Regions from separate parts of the Mus musculus genome. Here region 2 is linked to region 1. A link is a contact called in public Hi-C data. All regions are on one chromosome and are shown on one strand. Each heading gives the region's core, a stretch centred on a gene start, on an enhancer-like site or on the middle of the called end of the contact. The rest is flanking DNA. Distances are from core to core; before and after follow the strand shown.

Region 1 (7,245 bases), core at 2,733-5,232:
ATAGAACGAAGCCTTTAGGGAAATGACTGACAGATTAGAGCATGTGAAAGGAGCGCCTTGTAAAGCTCTCAGGCTGCCTCTGAGGCTGTGCCAGGACTAATGGACACTGCGAATGGAATCATAGCATTAGGGATTGTAAGTGCTCCCACGGGATTGAAAAGCACTCTCCCAGCCAAGTCTGCCAATAACAGAGGCTGGGGAGACAGGGCAGGGGTTAAAGTGTTTGCATGAGGACCCGTCCTGTCAGCACTGGGTGGGCATGGAATCTGCCTCTAATTCCAGCTTCAGAAGGCAAAAACAGAGCAAGCTGGCTAGCAAGGCTGGTCATGTGTGAAAGCTCTTGATCAAGAAACCAAATAAGACAGAAGAGCGTACATCAATATCACACACACAATAAAAGTGGATAGGGAGGTTAAAGAAAAGCCCTTGCAATGACATGTTGGATTAGAATCTAAAATCTTAGGGCTTCTCCATAACTGTCAGAGTCAACAACATGCAGTAAGAAATTCACTTGATCCTGAAATATAATTTGAGAGAAGTTTAGGATAGAGATCAACACGGATCAACTCTAACCTAAAGTTAAATGAGGTTTGTGCCTGATGCCCAACTGCAGGGAGCCAGGAAATTCGATGGCCACCACAGAGGTGGCTCTGGATTTCTCAGAGGTGTTCAGAGACCACAGAAATCAACTGACAGGAATGGAAAGAAGCCCCACTGTACCCCAGAAGAGATTAAAAATGGGGTGACCAGACTTCCAAACGTATTTAGACCAAGCTTGTAATATTATTAACCCTGAGAGTGGTAAGACCTAGGGAAGAACTAGAAACAATGACAAGGCTAACAAGATGGCTCAGCAGATAAAGGTGCTTGCCACTAAGTCTGGTCACACACACACCACAAAACATGCACAAATAAAATGTTACTATTTTTAAAGCAAAATTACAGAGTAAAGCAAGGAAGGAACAAAGCAACAAAGGTGGGTTTTAAGAGGAACCTCGGAAGGGAAAAGTACATAGCCGTGCCAGCTCAGGAAGTCAGACACTTCAGCAGATGACACATTGTAGCACAGTTTCAAGTCACAGACCGTGACTCCTTGCCTTGGAACTTGTCCAAACCCTGCTCTGCTCCTCTGCCTGTGCCTGTGGACTGTGAGTTCATCTCATTCTTACCTTAAACAAAAGGGCACCGAAAGCTAAGGGTCTGGGGCTCATAAAGGATCAGAATGTACCAAAGCCCAAGCTGGACGAGTGGCCCCCGGTGGTGCACGCCTTTGACCCCTACAGAGCGGGTTCCAGGACAGCCAGGGCAACACAGAGAAACCCAGGCTTACTGTTTCAACTTAATTTATGAAGTTTTGTTCTTTTGTTTTTTGGGTTTTTTTTTTTTTTTAAACTGTCTTTCATATACTGATCTGCCAGGACTAAACGGGAAAAACTGAGCTGATTGTGAATTCTGACACTATTTTCCTTGTTACTTCTGTTAAAAGAAGCCTTTGTCATGCTCTATGTATGTCACCTACCATAAAAAAGAAACACCGCTTAAACAAGAGTTCCTTCCGCGACCCCAAGTGCCATGCCTACCCCAGCAGAAGGAATAAGGAAAGGGTGGACTTCAAATCCAAACTGTTCCAAAAAAAGCCGACCTCAAACCACAGAAACTGTTTTCCCCAAGTCAGGAGAAATCAAAAGCAAACCAAGCATGGTAATATGAGTATGGTAATATACCCATTTAATCCCAGTACTCTGGAGACAGAGGCAGGTACACCTCTGACTTTGAATCCAGCCTGGTCTACACAGAGTTCCAGGTCAGCCAGGACTACACACACTAAGCAACTCTGTGTCAAAACAATAATCTTTCAAAAAGCAAAAGAACCACACACACTCCCCAACCAAAAACCTCAAAACAAAAGCAGCCAACCCACAAATAACAAATGGAACTCCCGCGTTGCCAAGAGCATTAAGGAGCACTTCCTCTTCCCCCAAGCAACTTTCTTTCCTTTCCTACTTACATTTAGCCTTCTGGAGACAGGTGCTTCAGAGGGGTTGCTGAATGTGTCCGAATAGGGTGGGCCCTTGGTTTCATCTATCATCATGAAAGTATCATAGACACCATCCCCCAACCTAGGAGAAACGGTTACAGATAAAACCGGTCAGTAACTAAACAAAATGAGCTTGCATTTTCAAAACACCCCAGGATTTAAGCGCTTCTTACCCTTTCTGACACTGCACAAAAACAAGCCGGGCAGTCGGCAGTGGGAGAGAAGGACTCTAACCTTTCTCTTCCCTGTAATTTTTTTTTTGTTTTTTTGAGACAGGGTTTCTTACATAGTCCTGGCTGTTCTGGAACTTGCTGTGTAGAGCAGACTGGCCTCGAACGCAAACTGATCCACCTGCCTCCACCTCTGCACCAACACATCTGTTTCCTTTTTCTTTGTAAAGAATGGAAAAAAAAAATCTCTGGATTCAATTTTACATTAGTTACAACAGACTGGTGTGGTGACACACTCCTTTAATCCCTCTCTCAGGAGGCAGAGGCAGGTGGATCTCTGCTGAGTTTGAGGCCAGCTTGGTCTACAGAGTGACTTCCAGGACAGCCAAAGCTACATAATAAAGAGACCCTGTCTCTAACTAACAAATAATAAGTAATCGAATGCTGTTCAAAAAATGAGGGACTACCAATTAACTTGAACTGAATAAGAAACCTAAAAGCAGAAAGAAATAAACATAACATAGAGGTTTGTTTTAGAATGCAAGTCTAACACCTCTATTCTAGTTTCAGCCCCTGGCTGTGCTACCTTCCCCCTCTGAACAGCCTCACAGGTAAATGGGAAGAAAAGGACGTCTACACTCTCAGACTACAAGAAGAGAAGACTAGCAGAACAGCTGTCTTCTCTTCATTATTTTATGCACCCATTTACAGCTAAGCTAACTAGTGAAAAAAGGCAGCCAACAGGAACCCACCCGATGCTTTGCTTTAAGTTACACGATGTACCAAATCTCTCTTCTGTTCCCACTTCATTTCCTGGCATATGGAGATATTTAAAATGCTAAAGGACTACAGAATGGTTCTGTCTTTACACTGTGGGTCCTCCACAGTGAAGGCACACAAACAATGGGCAGGATTTACTAAAGCCACAAGATGGCCTTGAATAATGCATTTTATCTGCTCCCAAGACTACGGATTTGCGGGTCACTCTGGTCACCGGTTCATGTTACCATCTCAGATTATATACTACTAACACAACCATGACTAGGTAACATTTTTCATTGTCTTTAAAAAAAATATCTTTTCAGTCACTTTTGAGATCTGTCTTATTAAAAAAAAATACTTATAGAGTTTAACACAAGTGTTAAAGGAATAAAGGAGGGCTTTAAAAACATCCCACAAGAAATTAAAATATCTTCTAAAAAATATATTGAGGTTCAGACAATGTTTTGATAACAGGCAATTTTCTAGACAGGTCCGGCCTCTGCCATACTGCACGATGAAACACACCAGCACCGCATCTGCAGAGTAACAGCCAGACGCGAACGAGCGGATTGGGTTCCTTTAGCCAGGGCCCGATGCGGAGGGGGAAAGGGACCCCCCCCCAAAAGCGGCACATGGGGAACAAGGTCCCGGGTCTCTGCTGCTCCACCCCAGGGCCAGGGCGGGCTGGGCAGACTCTCGGAGCAACAGGGCGCAGGTCTTGCGCGCAGGTCCCAGACCCAGCTCTCCGGAGGCCGCGCCGTCCCGCCCGCCCTCCCCCGCCCTTCCCGCTCACCGCGCTGATGGACAGGCAGCCCAGACCCGCAAGGAGTCCTCCCGCTCCTACCCGGGCGCCGTTACCTCCGCTGCTGCGGCGGGAGCCCGGCCCCCGGCAGCGCCGCGTCCTTCCTCCCGCGATCGCGGGCTGCGCCTCCCATCGCGAGCTCGCCCCGCGGACACAGAGGCGGCGGTTGGCCCGGTGGGTCGCCTCCAGCACCGCACCTGCTGGCTTCGCTACAAGACGAGGCTGGGCACTGGGCTCGCGCGGTCCGCAGGGAGACCACGCGGGAGCGGCCGCGTCGCTTAGCAACCGCGCACGCCCTGCCGCGCCTGCGCAACGCCGCCTTGGAGGGAGCGGGGAGGAGGCGGAGCGAGGGGCGTGCTGTTCCTGGGTGGTGTGCTCGCAGTTCTTTTTGCAAAAGAGGAAACTGGCTTGGAACCTACGCTTCTTCGTATTCACCTAGCCGTGAAACCAAACATGGGAGTATCAGCAGCACAGCCTGCCTGCTCAGCAGACCGCTTGGAGAGCTCTGCGCATCTTTAATATGTGAAAGCGTACCTCACTCTTTCTGAGAAGTACCGTCCATGTTAAGTCTATTTCGACAGTTAAAATGGAAGTGAAAAGAAAGGCTGTTAAGCCACAGAAGTGGCGGTTGTGTTGAGCTTGGTGCCCATCAGATTTCCTAAGGCTGCAAAACTCCTCTGCAAGAGCGGATTTGATTCCCAACACGGTCGTGGCAGTTCACAACCATCCATAACTCTAGTCCCGGGGTGTTTAATGCCCTCTTCTGACATCTGAGAGTAGCAGGCACGTATGTGGTGCACAGGCATAAACTCATACACATAGGATGAGCCCATTGGATCTATGAGAACAAAACAAAACAAAAACCAAAGGTTCTTCCACGCATCGGTGGCGCACGCCACCTGGTGCACACTGGAAATTATTTCATAGAGCATAATTCCACGAATCTTCAAATGTCCAACCGAGGCTCCTTTTGGGGTTCGTAAAAGTCACAGTCCCTGTTCTCAGAAGATCCACACTCTATTTGCAGCTAAGAATCTGTCCATTTGGGACACTTTATTTTCATCTGTTCAGTGTTGACTTAGCCTGTGATATAAGTAAAAATGTTTTCTTCAATGATGATCTTTTAGAAGTTTTCTGTCTCTCTTTCATCCACAACCAGTGCAATCTTACTTTCCTAGGGTTTTTGTTTTTAAATTGGGCTCTTTGACTCTTGTTTGTAGACAGAGTTCCATGGCAACAAAGGCACCTCCCCCGCTCCAAGATTACAAAATTCTACTAACTGATCCTGCTCTCAGGACTTCTAAGAGGTGAACACCCCAGACTACTACCGGAAGGGTTGGTTGGGACTTGCCTGGACATGTTTAATTACCTCATTTCGAATCACTGCAAGTCTTCCCTTCTGTCTTTAAGGCGCATCTTCTAGAGCCAAGCTAAAGCCTTCCTGTTCTACTTGCCTCCAGCGGGTTAGGGGAGTAGATACAGAGGCTGCCTTTGTCTTTAGTAGGTTATTTCCCTAGTAAGGGAGGGAGAACTCCTTGAGGGTGCTGGACCTCCTGAGTATCTGACCTTGGTGACCTAAGTACTTTTCAGTATTTCTTCAAAGAACCCCTGTTTTGTAACAACGACCACACCCTCATTAAGCAATTGCCCTGTACCCTCCGGCTCTTGAAAAGACTCATTTAAGTGTACTTCAACAGATATTGAAATACAAAGAAAATACGATTTCTCTGTATAAAGTGTTCCATATGCTTACATATGTGCAACCTATGGAAATCTATGCAAAATATATTTGATAAATGTTACATTAAAGTAAGTAAAAAAAGGTGGGGGAACATGCTGGTGGAAGGACAAAGTTTTGAGGAAGTGAGGAGTAGGAGGGAGGGACTTTGGTTGGATGTGATCGGATATATTGGATAGGGGCTGGAGAGATGGCTCAGTGGTCATGAGCACTAGCAGCTCTGGAAGAGGATCGGACATCTGAGAGTACCAGGCACACATGTGCTGCACCGACATATGCTCAAAAGAATAAGATAAATCAAAAATTTTTTCCAAAGATATAGTGTATGAAGTCACTGAATAATAAATTAACGGATTTTAAATAAATGAAGAGTGGTTGGAAATCAGCATTATCTTTCTGAAAATATAAAATAAGAATCCTACCACATACTAGCCAAGTCACCTGAGATGTCTGCCTGTCTTTAGAAGCCAGTTCTAGTGAACAGGAAAACTAAAGAGCTTGCAATATGTGTTTTAAATGCAATTATCCCAAAATCATAAGGAAAAGACACAGGGACCTGGAGTATTGCTCAGTAGACCAATGTCTGTGTAGCATGCAAGAGGCTCCGGTTTAGATCTCCAGTACAGAAAGCAAAGGAACCAAGTGGGCATTCAGAACTTGACCACAGCACCTTCAGGAGGGACACAAACATTCCCCTGTAATAACTCAGCTGTAATTTTTTGATAAAGCAGCTAGTGGGGGGTTGGCTTCCGTTTGAAATCAGTGTGTTGCTATGAATTTCTCTGTAGTGGAATATACCATGATACATGCATATACAATGATACATGCATCACAGAACTGAAATGCACGTTTAAAAGAAGTCATTCATTTAGAACCTGAGAGACTCACTGGTGAGTGAGTGAGTCTTGATATTTCCAGCTTTGTCAGCCTGGTCTTGTGTCTCCTAAGCCCTTAAGGTTGTCTTTACCAGTCCCAAACCCCTGTCCCAAAAGTTTATGTGTGTGTGTGTGTGTGTGTGTGTGTGTGTGTGTGTGTGTGTGATATCTACAGCCCTAAAGGTTGTAAAATGTGTGTGGTGTGTGTGTTTTTGTGTGTGTGGTATGTATGTTTATGTGTGTGTGGTGTGTTTGTGTGTGGTATGTATATGTGTGTGGTATGTGTTTTTGTGTGTGTGGTGTGTTTATGTGTGTGGTGTGTTTGTGTGTGGTATGTATGTTTGTGTGTGTAATGTGTGTGTGGTATGTGTGTCTGTATATGTCTCTGTGTGTGGTGTGTGTGTGGTATGTGTGAGTGTGTGGTGTGTGGTATGTGTGAGTGTGTGTGGTGTGTGGTATGTGTGAGTGTGTGTGGTGTGTAGTATGTGGTGTGTGATGTGTATGTTTGTGTGTGTATGGTATGTGTGTTTATGCGTGTGGTGTGTTTGTAGTGTATATGTTTGTGTGTGTGGTGTGTGTGATATGTGTGGTATGTGTTTGTGTGTGGTGTGTGTGATATGTGTGGTATGTGTGTGTGTCTGTATGTGTGTGTCTGTGTGTGTGTCTGTGTCTATGAATGTGGGCATATCTGAGCATCAGTGTGAACACCAGAAGATAACTATTGGAATTCAGTTCTTTCTTTCCACCTTTCCACCTTGGGTTCTGAGCATTGAACTCAGATTGTAAGGCTTGCTTGTGTGGAAAGTGCTTTTAGCAGCTGAGCCATCTTTCTACCCCTGAGTACAGTTCTTGACTTGAAA
Region 2 (7,245 bases), core at 3,036-5,535, 64 kb before region 1:
CCCAAACGTAATACATATTCCAGTTTCCATTTGGGGTTCACACATCTTTAAAATATACAGGCCTATTTAACTCAGCTTTTCCTACTGTCCAGTGTCTCTCAGCTGATTTAACTTGGCTTTTTCTACTGTCCAGTGTCTCTCTGCAGCTCTTGTGCCCTGCTTCTGGCCAGCCTGGACAGTCTGTGATAATGCCTTTTAATATTTTTCTCAGAAACATTCTTTATTTTATGGTTTGTTTCTGAGGTTGGAGGAATGTTAATCTGTGTTTTCCATTGCTGCAACAAATCATGTCCCCATAAATTCATGGCTATATTAGCAACATGTGGCTTTCATTTTCCTCTGTCCTTCGGGCCCTATGCACTCAGTTTTACCTGAGATAAAGTTTCAATCCCTAGAAACTGAATACTTACCTGCTGAAGAGGCCAATCTGGACGCCAAGATCTTGGTGAAATTATTGTTACATCTGCTCCTGTGTCTACTAAGCCTTCAATTTCAATGTCATTTATTTGTATTTTTAGCTTTGGTCTCTGATCATTTGTAGCAGTTTGCCAAAATATTTGTTTTCTGGTCTCCCCTGAATTCTTTGTTTTATCTACTGAAACTCTTCTGATCTTGAGTGTATCCAGAGCAGTACTGTATTTAAAAACAGGCGCTAAATCTTTTAATTGCTCTATGGATGAGTTTCCCCAAAGTTGACAGGGAATGATTGAATGGAATTTGGTACTGGGGCCTTTGGGAGGCTCCCTAGGGCATTTCCCAATGGCAAAGTGTTACCCTGCCTAGCCCTTGTTGACTTATATTCATTAGTCCAATGCTGGGTTATACCATACCTTCTGCATACTCTAAAATTTAGTCTGGGGCCTTCTTTTTGGATTATCTCTAGAAAAAATATTATTTCTAGAAACACCTTGCCTTTCCGGATGACTTTGCTTTCCACAACTAAAACATCTGCCATTTTGATTTCCCTTTAAACTTTTTTTTTTCTTTTTTTCGAGACAGGGTTTCTCTGTGTAGTCCTGGCCGCCCTGGAACTCACTCTGTAGACCAGCTGGCCTCGAACTCAGAAATCCGCCTGCCTCTGCCTCCCAAGTGCTGGGATTAAAGGCGTGTGCCACTACTGCCCAGCCCCTTTAAACTTTTAGGAATTACTTCCCCTATCAGAGTAGCATCATAACTGTGAGCTCTAGTATCACCTAATCACAAGGAAAGTGAGGCACTGAAAGATGGATCCCAAGACCTAAAACCTGCTAGCAAGCCAGGCAGGGCAGAGTGGGTGTCAGCTCAGGAAAAGAGAGCAGAGTGCCTCAGCGCGTGAACTAGATGCTGCAGCCAAGTCAAAACTGATCAGGGAGGAAGGGGCCCCCTGTTGGGAACAGAAACTGGGGGAATGTCCATGGCTACCCTGCCCATCTGTTCTAGCACGAAGGCTCGATGTCTGTCAGACTAGAAATGCTAAACATGGGCAAGGAAGCAATCCGCAATCCAGAGTGCTAACACTCTACCCACTGAGAGGTACAGAGTTACTGCTTGTTTAAAGGGAAGACCAAACACACGGACTGGTTTACATGCACCATCTCTGGTAAAGCTCTGGGGCAGATCATCAGCTAGGCCTTCACTGTCCAGCCTGGGCTCCCTGAGAAATCACGGCCAGTGACTCGCATTTCTTGTCTCAAAGAGTTACTAAATTATGCTTAGGCCCCCATGGTGGTGCTATTTTGGGAGGTTCTGGACACTTTAAGAGGTTGAAACCTGACTAGAGAAGGCAGGTCACTAAAGGTAAGTCCTTGAATGGATTCTGTCACCAGCTCCCCATCTTGTTATTTCCCATAAACAGCTCTCTTTTACTACGTTCCTCCAAGCACATGGGGCCATGTTGACTATGGACTGGACTCTCTGAACCTTGAGCCAGTATAAACCCTTCCTCGGATGGCTTTTGCTAAGGTGTTTGGTCATACCAAAGCAAAAGCTAAAAACACTGGTGTTACTCACAATAGGTGTCTTCTCCCACTACAGACCAAGGCAATGTCTTGTCCATTCTTTGGTTCCAAGTTGTAAGTCCCCAATACACGGCACTTGAGAGGAAGTCCATAAAAATCTGCTTGCTGACTAACTCAGAGAGTCCACCCCATGACAAAAACAAGGAATGCCATCCTTGGCTTTGTCTAATATTTTACCACTGAGCTGACTAACGACATCACCGACAACAAGCTTATGAAATCTGCAGTGTGGAAAGAGCAGACAGAAACAATCAGGCGTGGCCTGGGCAACAGGGTTTTTTGTTACTGCTTTTGCTTTAAGACACAGTAGGAGAAAACATGAGGCAAAAATCGCCTCCAAGACCTGTTAGTATTTCTGGAGTCACTACAACAGCAGAGGAGGAAGGAACCTTGTCACAGGAGTGGCTCCAGATACCAGGGAGCAAAGGCTCTGTCTGCCTGCCTGGGGTGGACCCAGCCGGTCTGCCACCATCTGGGCAGTGGCCCCAAGGAGGTTCCTATCGTCAGGCCTCCAGTCCCCTTCCACACAGAATAGGACAATAATGTATCTTCCTCAGGGAGGGGTTAATAAAACTGGGCTTAGATCTGTGCCTCCTGCAGTAAACATACTTGTTGGTTTTTGTTATTAAGCTACTTCTAAGAAAAACAAAGGGTGTAAAGAATTGTGACTAAAGGCATAGTTCTAAAGTTCATTCAAATACCAACTTCAACCTTGCCTGGCCTTAACCAATGACTTCATTTTCTCAATCTACACTACCCTCAGCCACTTAATGCAGACAGTGATAGTATCTAAATGTGTATCAAATATGTATCAAAATATGCCATGAGTTTCTCGTTAGAGACAAGGAAGAAACAGAAGCACAAACTTTCCCAGATGGCCTGCTGACCAATAACCAACTGACTGTAAAAAGATTGGTCACTGCCCACAATATTACCATGTGCACGGTGACCTGCACACTCAAGAGCTCACAGAGAAGTTTGTCCTCCACACAATCACTCAATGCTAATCCACCACGGCAGCCGAAAGCTGAGCCACGCTGCCGAGAACTGGTCATTTCATCTGTAGTAGGTGAAACTCATGAACGTTAGAAAATGAAGACCACACAAAACACATAACTTGGAAGTATGCACACTAGAGATCCATAGTGATTAGCTTTAGGAAAAGCAACAGCTTGGACCTGTTTTCAAACTAGGCTGACCCTCCCCCCATCAAGACCACTTCATTCTACTTCCTGATCAGCAGGAACAAAAGACTCCAAGGGAAATAAATGTTGCCCCACAAACCTAGCAGGGACCCGTCCTCTGGAAAGTGATGGATGGATTGCTTCATGGATGTGCATGTCCTGTGTAGGGGCCATGCTAGTCTTCTCTGTATAGTTCCATCTTTAGTGAGTGTGGTACCACCAAACTATACTGATGCTTGCCCCAAGGCACACTTGGCAGTTATCTGGCATAAGTGTTCATTATCACTGCTTTGGGGAGCACATGGCAACTGCATCTAAGCAGTGAAAGCCATAACGTTGCTCATTCCTACAAATCCCAGGACAACATCAACTTCTACCCTACCCCCACTCTCCCTGGCTCCTATCACAACAATGCATCTAGTCAATAATACCACAGCTAAGAAAGGCTGATTTAAACCAGGGTCCCAATAAAGCTAATTTTAGTAGTAGCTTTTTCATCAGCTAGAAGCAGGGATTAAATGAGACAAGAGCAAACAGAATGTGTGCAGCTCCTGTTCGAGGATTCAATGTGATATCACGCTGAGTATCTTAACAGCAACATCAGTCAGTCGGATGGGCAGCACTGTGATGGACAGTAACTCATCTGGCACGGCACAGCGCCACCCACGGTCTGCACTGCACACACACACACACACACACACACACACACACACACCACACCCAGGGTGCCGCAGCTCAGCTCTAGGTCACACAGGGAAAACTGTGCTCCTGCTCAGAAGAGGAAAACCACGCTGTGGCAGATCTGAGGACCACAACACAAGAGAAACAGTCCACAAAACTAGAGCAACAGGCCTGAAGAGACAGCCCTCAAGCGGGAGTCAGGGACTCAAAGCAGACTAAATTCTGTTTCTCAGTGGCAGCAAGCAGGTCAACAATGATAAAGTCTTATAAGACTGCCATTTTCCTCTTCTGGAAAAAGTTGGGCAGGCTCCAAGGAGAGCCCACCCTCTTGGGGAGAGTAACTCAGCTGAAGAGTGGGCTCGCCCTAATCTCAGACAGTCAGAAGGCAGGGCAGCTGGCCAGGAATAGGCAGCCTCCAGTACCCATGCAATCACACGCCAGCTACTTCCCCGGGAGAGATGAAAACACCAGGCTCACAAGAAAAAGCCCTGTGTGGGAAGCTCTTGGAGTTTGAGTCCTCCGTTCTCAAAGCTGGAAACAACCCAAACGCCCATCCACAGGAGAGAAGATAAGCAACTATCGTGCCCACACAATGGAACAGGACTCAGCACAGAGAGTAACAGACCACCAGCACATGCAACCATGTGGATAAACCTCACATCACAGGTCGTTCACACATGCACACAGGCGTGCACACACATACATACATGCATACACACAGGTGTGTGCACACACACACACATACACACATACATACAAGAGTGGAGTGGTGTGTGTGTATGTCCATCTTGTCAAGGGGTATATATTGGTACCATTGAGAGGGCATGGAGGAATTTACTAGAGTAATAAGCTTTTTGCTATAGAGACTGGGGTTGTATATGGAACCCCTGTTAAGCTTCATCAAATTAAGATTTTTGTATCTCATTGCTATTTAATTTTACCAAAAGAGAGAGACAGAGACAGAGAGCGAGAACAATGGCAAATACTAGAATTTAGTGCAAATGCATACTGGAAGTACAAGGTGTCATGGGCTGGTGTCTAACCCACTCTGAAGTCCCTGCAAATACAAACTGTTTGGACAGGTCAGCTCAGAGTGCAAAGGGTGACAGAACAGTATGGTAAATGGCTAATGCGAGAACAAGGTGGCTGAGCAGACAATGTTAACCGCACATCACAGTAAGACAAAAAGAGAAAGAACAGCCAGGCTCCTGCACCACAAGGGACCAAGAGGAGGCTGGAGGTCACAGGAGGAAAGTATACAGGGTGCTCCTCTCAACCCACAAAGGGTCACTCAACGCAAGAACTGTGGAAGGCCAGGCTGACCCGGTGACACGCAACTCTAGCCAGCACAGAGCAAATGCAAGGCACTCAGACCTTGGATATCATCAATTCCTACTCCTATGGGACCAGCTGCATCATTGTGTAACAGTCAGGAACAAGTCCTGACCATTCTAGCCTGAGAGGAAGAGATCAACGCCCAGTGCAGGGGTGAGAGCATGTTTCTGTCCAGCTTTGACAGCCCAATATTTATAATGTCTCTAGAAACCACTTTTCTAGATAGAAACCAAATACACAGATGTCAATCAAACCTCCACTCATCTCCAGCAATCAGATCTACACAGGCCAAAAGCAGGAGCCTGCTGCTTCACCAAGGACTCCTCAAGAAGCAGCCTCAAGTCCAAGCAGCCCTGGACCACGATGTTCCGCTCCGCAGGTGAACCACAGCAAGCATCTGAATCAATAAGTAGACGCCCCTCCCTTAGCCCCAGCTTCCTGTGCGTGTGTGTGTGTGTGTGTGCGTGTGTGTGTGTGTGTGTTTCTGGCACAAAGAATATTATGGAAGCCAAAGACAATTAAAGAAATAAATTTTCTGGGTGAAAAAAAAAATCACATATTTTTCAAAAGTCCAGTTTCAATAATTTTAAGATTACCTTCTCTGTCCCCACCCCGACACAAATCATCTAAGTCTGGCCCCACAGATAACATGTGATGGACTTTGCTGAGACATCAAGAATGTGCGGGAAGGCAGAGCAAGCTGGTGTTAACGTAAGTGCTACAATTAGCTTACTGAGAAACTACAGACAAGTTACTTTCACCGTTTTCTTCCTTGTGTGATCTAAGACATGCCTGGTGCAAGGAGACCCTGTGGGTCTCCCCAGAAAAGCACAGGACACCAGCGAACCCCTCCTGGCTATCAATGCCTAAAACCAGCTAAGATCTCTCTCATCCTCGCCCTTTTGGTTTCCAGGGACCCTGAACCATTTGGAGCTTCAGGACTCGGGATCTTAAAAGAGGGAATATACATTTCAAATAAAAATGTCTCACAAAGCAAAACAACTGCTAGGCCATGGGTATGAGGTAAAAGATAGGTGGATGAGTGACGGCTCAGAGGCTATGGTGGTTTAAATGAGAAACGTCCCGTACAGACTTGGGCATTTCAACACAGGGTCCCCAGATGGTGGCATTGTTTGAAGAGATGACAGCCTAGTTGGAGTAGAAAATAGTAACTGGGAAACTTTGAGTGTTTAAAAGCCCCACTTCCAGTTTCTCCCCTGCACTTCAAGATATACTCTCTTAGTTCCTGCTCCTGCTAACATGCCACCTGCTGGCTATCATGCCTCTGGCTGCCATGATGGGTTCTCACCCCTCTGAAACTGTAAGCCAAAATAAACTCTCCTTAAATTGCCTGTGTTTGGTCTTTGTTTGGTCATGGTGCTTTATCATGGCAACAAAGTAACGGGTACAGAGGTCAAGACCCCAAAAGAGGAGCCTGCAGAGTGAGGAGAAAGTCCCAAGGGAAACCCCTGAGATCCTCATCACACAAAATAGCAGGATGTCATCTAGATCCAGATGGGCCACCGTGCAAGCACGACACTGACACAGGCTAGGCCTAAAGAGGCAATGGTGCTCCAATGTCAGCTCTTCCCCAGTACAAGCACACCGCATTCTGACTCGAACCCTAGGACAGTTAAAGGCACTGGCCAGAAGATGATGGGCAGGCAGCCACTACAGCATTAGGCTCAGCCACCGCCCTCTTTCCTAGCCTTCAGGGGCTTGGTTAAAGAGCTGACACTGCCTGTCACAACCTGGAAAAAGTGAAGATTTCTAAATACATAAAGATCCATGAGGGGGGTGAGTTTCCATCATGACCAATTAATCTGGAGGATATCTAAAGGTTTTCCCATTAGCAGTGACGCATCCCCAGTTGACTGGAGGAGCCATCTCACACTTCACCTCATGTGTTCAGGCCTTCTCCACCCCTCAGCCCACCTCTACCTCAGTGAGGAGGTTCCTCTCCTACCAGAGAACAGTCTTGGGGAGTCGCAGCTCCTGGTCTTTCCAGATGCCCTGGAGGTTTGGAGTCTGCAGACACAACCCCAGTT

What was found. A called contact is a pair of places that touch in the nucleus more often than the background predicts.
Region 2: a Hi-C map of cerebral cortex shows a contact between it and region 1, with 1.8 times the contacts expected there. The contact joins the enhancer-like site here to the promoter of Dyrk3 in region 1. A contact is called at or near these places in 4 of 39 promoter capture datasets (the C10 cell line, hematopoietic stem and progenitor cells, hippocampal neurons and 1 more), 2 of 15 datasets of contacts at CTCF or cohesin (CD8 T cells and the NIH/3T3 cell line), 2 of 484 Hi-C or Micro-C datasets (cerebral cortex and cortical neurons), 7 of 115 datasets of contacts at active chromatin or transcription factors (CD8 T cells, the HPC-7 cell line, the SCID.adh cell line and 4 more) and 4 of 9 other capture datasets (adipose tissue, liver, macrophages and 1 more).

The regions. Positions count from the first base shown.
Region 1 is chr1:131,134,252-131,141,496 of GRCm38.p6, forward strand. It overlaps Dyrk3 (dual-specificity tyrosine-(Y)-phosphorylation regulated kinase 3), which reads right to left and starts at 3,983. Exons shown (of 3, transcript NM_145508.2): 1 at 3,829-3,983; 2 at 2,009-2,120. The coding sequence starts at 3,905.
Region 2 is chr1:131,070,351-131,077,595 of GRCm38.p6, forward strand. The region is part of intron 1 of Mapkapk2 (MAP kinase-activated protein kinase 2); the gene reads right to left. It also overlaps the pseudogene Gm25549. Among named protein-coding and RNA genes, the nearest start is that of Mapkapk2, 24 kb to the right of the region's middle. Within about 2 kb of position 4,286, at least 69 of the 459 cell types and tissues checked have an H3K27ac peak or open chromatin away from gene starts, as enhancers often do. A contact at or near this core is called in the HPC-7 cell line, adipose tissue, cerebral cortex and 4 more, where this site is marked.